Regions from separate parts of the Anas platyrhynchos genome. Here region 1 is linked to region 2. Evidence: chromatin contacts called from public Hi-C data. All regions are on one chromosome and are shown on one strand. Each heading gives the region's core, a stretch centred on a gene start, on an enhancer-like site or on the middle of the called end of the contact. The rest is flanking DNA. Distances are from core to core; before and after follow the strand shown. Region 1 holds the start of MRPL17 (mitochondrial ribosomal protein L17). Region 2 holds the start of LOC113840231 (avidin-like).

What was found. Hi-C and Micro-C count contacts between places; a contact is called where the count stands out from the background.
Region 1: a Hi-C map of subcutaneous adipose tissue shows a contact between it and region 2, with 3 times the contacts expected there. The contact joins the promoter of MRPL17 here to the promoter of LOC113840231 in region 2. A contact is called at or near these places in 2 of 8 Hi-C or Micro-C datasets (liver and subcutaneous adipose tissue).

Annotation. Positions count from the first base shown.
Region 1 is chrZ:10,924,577-10,927,294 of IASCAAS_PekinDuck_T2T, reverse strand. It overlaps MRPL17 (mitochondrial ribosomal protein L17), which reads left to right and starts at 1,287. Exons shown (of 3, transcript XM_027446381.3): 1 at 1,287-1,536; 2 at 1,620-1,688; 3 at 1,921-2,423. The coding sequence starts at 1,363. The coding sequence ends at 2,193.
Region 2 is chrZ:10,795,629-10,798,337 of IASCAAS_PekinDuck_T2T, reverse strand. It overlaps LOC113840231 (avidin-like), which reads right to left and starts at 1,399. Exons shown (of 4, transcript XM_027446837.2): 1 at 1,241-1,399; 2 at 946-1,156; 3 at 447-567; 4 at 218-360. The coding sequence starts at 1,312. The coding sequence ends at 315.

The DNA.
Region 1 (2,718 bases), core at 38-2,537, 130 kb before region 2:
GAATGTAGAAATATCTACACGTCTAGTCATTACTAGGCTCATGCACATGACAACGTTGTTTCATATAAATGCTATGTATAATTTTATTAGAAAGAAATATTATTTTGATGTTAAGACATCAAGTTATAAGCAGAAGGATAATAAAGAGTTTGTTATTTTATTAATATTGGAAATATATTTAATGGAAACATTTGCAAGAGTGTGTAGTGATGGAAAAATACTGGTTGTTAATAGGTTTAACAAAGTCATAAAGCTTGGAAAATGTTCTTTTCAGCACTGTGCCAGGTACATACAGGATTAGTCTTTCTTGCAAAGCTGAAATACTGACACATAGAAATTGCTATATGGTCAGGGTAAACCAGGAAAAGGGTAGGAAAAGTGATTGTAAATGGAATTACAATAATCCCTGGAGTTATTGTTGGCATCACAGCTTGAGGAGCGTTCTTCCGAGAAGTATTTCAGAGTTAATATGTTAAGCCCCAGAGAAGCAATGGAAGATGAGGTGGGGTCCAAGAATTTGTTAATTTCACGTTAAAATCCATATGTTTGTTCCTATTACACATTCCAATAACCATACAGGCCATTTTATTTATATATGAAATACTAAAATATGTATAAAATGATTGTGATTTTATGATGTATTCTCAACAACAAAGATATTTTTTCTTATGCTGTTGGTAGTTGCTTTTGTTACACATCCTTTCGCTTGCGTACGAAAACACGGTGTGTTGGTTTTTTTGTTTGTGTTTTGTTTTTTGCCCTGGGAAGTGGTTGAGTCACCATCCTTGGAGGTCTTTAAAAGATGTTCAGATGTAGAGCTTAGTGATACGGGTTAGTGGAGGACTGGTTAGTGTTAGGTCAGAAGTTGGACTCAGTGATCTCGGAGGTCTCTTCCAACCTAGACGATTCTGTGATGCTGTGAGGAAACAAGTGGGAGGAATTAAGCTGCAGTTGAGGATTTGTTTTGGAGCTGGCCCATAGAGCCAGGCACGAGCAGGGCTGAGGGGGCATGAGGTGCCACAGGACACGGTGGGTTTGTGTGTGTGGAAACGGGGAAAAAGCGGGATAAACGTGAAGGCTTTGAACCCCCAGAGCCCCATCTCGGCCCTGTGATGGAAACAGGCACCGCCAGGTGGAGCATGGCGCCCGCCAGCTCCTCTTCCCCCCTCCTCAGAGCCCACCCCCTGGGCTGGGCGCTGCCTCAGAGGCGGAGACTGAAAATGGCGGCGGGTGCTCGGAACTACAACTCCCGCCATGCCCCATAGAGCCCCCCCACCCCTATAGGGACGCCATTACCCCTACAGGCGCGCAGCGTTCATCTCGTCAGAGGGCCGCGACGGGTCGGGCGGGCAGGCGGGCGGGATGCGGCTGTCGCTGGCGGCCGCCATCTCCCACGGGCGCCTGTACCGGCGCTTGGGGCCGAGCCCGCGGGCTCGCCTCGACCTCCTGCGCAACCTGGTGACGGCGCTGGTGCGGCACGAGCGGCTCGAGGCGCCCTGGGCGCGAGCCGACGAGATGCGGGGCTACGCCGAGAGGGTGAGGGGACGGGACGGGGATGGGGGGTGAGGGGGGCACACACCGGGCGTTATCAGGCGATAACGGGTGCTGTTTCCCCTCAGCTCATCGACTACGCCAAGCGGGGGGACACTGACGAGCGAGCTATGCGCATGGCGAATTTCTGGCTGACGGTAGGCACCCCCCTTCATCCCCTTCCCCTCCCTCCATCCCCTTCCCCTCCCTCCATCCCCTTCCCCTCCCTCCATCCCCTTCCCCTCCCTCCATCCCCTTCCCTTCCCTTCATCCCCTTCCCCTCCTCGTGCCCCTCATCCCCTTCGTGCCCTCCCCGCTCCCTTTTTGTGTCCCCCTCCCGCTCCCTTTTGTCCCCCTCTCAGTCCCAGAGCTGACCGTGCCGCCCCGCAGGAGAAGGACCTGATCCACAAGCTGTTCAAGGTGCTGGCGCCCCGCTTCCAGCCTCACCCCGGCAGCTACACCCGCCTGCTGCAAATCCCCAACCGCGACAGCACGGACCGCGCCAAGATGGCAGTCATCGAGCTGAAGGGGAACCCCTACCCGCCGCTCGTCCGCCCGCGCCGCGACAGCGACAAGACACTGCTCAACCAGCTGCTGAAGGGCTACAGGGAGGACAGCCGGAGGCAGGCAGCCCCCCAGCTGCCCGAGGGCACGCCGCTGTAGGCAGCACGCTGTGCCCTGAGTGGCACCCCCTACACACACACACACACTGGAGCAGAAGATGTCCCAAGAGGTTGCAGGGGTTATTCCGAGCCTTAAATTGTCACAACAGCAGCACAAGCTGGAGGTTTACTTGCCCCTTCCTGTGCTTTCATACTCAGCAAGGGAAGGAAATCAAGCTGGGAGCCCTAATGGTTGATACTTGCTGTGTAAATAAACTGTTTAGAAAGTGACTTTGCTTCTGTTTGAATTATATTGCTCTGTACATGCGTTAATCTTCCCCCAAAACTGAGTTTATTACATCTTCTGTTCCTACACACTGGGATAGTGTCTCCGCTGTGATAGAACTGAAGTGTCCTCTAGAAGCCAGTGTGCAGACCTTCAGGGCTGCAAATACAGTGGAAACGCAGCCTGGTTGTATTGTTGCTGCAGAGCTGAATACAAATTAGGATAGTACCACTGAAACAAGTTTTAAAAGCAGCAGCACCAATTAGACTTGTGTTGTTAGGTTGGCAACATGGACAGAAA
Region 2 (2,709 bases), core at 150-2,649:
TCTCCCTGCACGCACTGGGTGGCACGGGGCATGCTGCTGGCACAGCCACAACACTATCCCCAGCTCGTGTGGGGCTGAGCAGCGTCCTGAATCCCCTGGAGGTGGTGGGGACCTCGGGGTGATCGTGGGATGGGGGCCACAGGAGATGGGAGAGGCACTGGGACACCACAGGAGGATGTCCTGGCAGACGGGAGGTGAGAAGACAAGAGCCAGAGGATGTTTTGCAGCAAAGCTTTATTGGGAGCAAAGGAAGAGGAAGGAGCTGGGTCTGCAGCCCAGCACCGACACTGGCCTGGGACCCCACGGGGCCACCCTCACTCCCAGCGCTTGCGCAGGCGGGTGAAGGTGTTGATGCCGACCCTGTGGGGACAGAGCAGGAGACGTCAGGCAGGAGGCACGGGGCCACCACATCGCTGCCAGGTCCCATACCTTTGCCCCGGGCTCACCTGGTGGCTTTCCAGTCGTCATCGATGCTGTTGACGTGTGACCGCAGGAGCCACATGGTCTTCAGGATCTCCTTGCCGTGCTCATCCACGAAGCACTGGCCCGTGAAGACGGTGGTGGAGTCTGCGGGGAAGGGCAGGTGAGGGGAGTGTGGCCAGGTCTGGGACTCCTTGGCCCTGGGGACAGCTCGCTCGGGGATGGTGGCGTTGGGGCAGGGAGGGATAAGGGGACGGGGGCTGCATGGAGATGGGCAGACAGCAGGGAGTTCAGCCCCAGCCCCTCCTTTGGGTCCTGGGACCAGGAGGTGGCTCTGGGGGCAGGGATGGGGACCCACTGCGGGCACAGCAGGGGATGGGGGAGACATCGGGGAGCCCAAAGGCAGGGATCATCAGGGATGCAGCAGGGAAGGGCAGGACAGCATCAGCGGTGGGGTTGGGGGCAGCACAAGGAGGGATGGGAAGCCCCGGGGACACCGCAGGGAGGCTGGGCGAGGAGAATAACCTGAAAAGCTCCACTTGACGGTGAAGCCGAAGGTGGGCTGGCTCTTCTGGTTGCTGCTGTGCTGGTTTCCCCTGAGCGGTGATATTTTGATCTCTTTTGTCGTGGCCGTCACAGCCGTGTGGTAGGTGCCGGTGAACTCACCATTGTTGTTCACAGCCCCGATGGTCATGTTGGAGCCCAGGTCGTTGATCCAGAGCCCGGTCAGCACGCACTGGGGCAGAGATCGCTCAGCACCGGGCAGGAGGCAGGCAAAGAGGCCCCCAAACCCATCCCCAAACCGTCCCCATCCCCTTACCTTCTCAGCAGAGAGGCCGGGGGCCAGCAGGGCCAGGCCGAGCAGCAGCAGGAGGGAGGTCGTCGGCACCATCTCTGCAGCAGGTGGATGAGCGGCTGTGCTCCTCGCAGGGCTCCCTCGCCTTTTTATTGCCGCGGGGTGCCAGCTCTGTCCAGGGTTGGGTTGTGCAATTTGGGGCGGTTCCACCTCGGCAGTTCCCAGCTGCAGGCACGGATTCCCAAAACCCGGTGTTGAAACTGTCCCTCCTTGCTGGCTTTTACAAAGAGCCCCGCGGGGAGGCTGGCTGCACAGAGGCTTAGCTGGGGAAAACCCCTTTCAGGGAGGATGCTCCCTTCTGCTGACCCTCGGCCACCTCGGGGCTGTGGCCAGGCAGCACATGCTGTGCCCAGCAGCATTTACACCAGCCCCCGCAGGGATGACAGCATCACAGCTCCAGCCCGCTCCTCCTCACCCAGCTCCATCATCCAAAACAAATTTGGACCAGAGCTGCTGCGAGGTTTCCCGGTGTGCAGCTCGCTCCCGGCTGCAGCCAAACACCGGGTGCAGCCCCAGGGGCTCACGCTCTCCCAAACCCCTTTTTAATAAAGTCTTTATTCATTTCTTAATAAGCAAAACCCCCCAGCCCTGAAAAAGCCATTAAGGAGCATGAAACCATCACGCCCTGGGTGCGCCAGCATACAGGTCTGCTGCCGTGTTGGCAGGTTAGAGGAAAAAGGCTGATTCTGAGAAGCAAGCATTCCTCGAATATCTTGGATGTCGTGTTCTAGTGCTGACAAATATTATTTTTATGGCGGGGTTTTCAAGTCGCTTTATTCATGTATTTTCATACTTCCGCTTTTGTTGCCGGCCGAGGAGGCTGACGTGACTCAGTTCATGCCAGATTTTCTCATATGTTCCTTAAAAACATCCAAGGTGACCTCTTAAAAAACAAGTATTACTTCCCCAGTCATCACCCACAGGCACAGAGAAAAAGAAAATAAATCCATTTCTTGTAAGGAACAGCTCAGAAATTCATCTCTGTTCTCCTTTTGTTTTAGCCTCACTTCTGAGCCCTGGTTTCTCTCAGCTGCAGGACTGACCCGTGCCCGTGCTGCTGGGCACCTCGCTGCCACCTCTCCGCAGAAGCCTGCGGACCCCTCGCTGCTCCCCCAGCATTGCACTTCCCAGCAGGACCAGTCTGGGGATTTAGGCTCTCGTGGCTCATTTCCCAATGATTTTCCAGCCCTTGGTCTCTCTGCTGCACACAAACACATGCCCCTGCTGTGACAGCAGCCGTGCCTTTCTTGGAAAAATTCTCGCTGCTGTGTTGACTTTGCTTTTATCTAGGAATCGGCTGCACCTCGAGGTAGGATTTCCTATTAAGCTGCTGGGTTTACTTTGGCTGCCCGGGCACAGCTCATTTACACCTGGATAGGTTTCGATCAGCAGAATAGAAACTCCAGCATCAGCACTATTTACCATTACTTTTC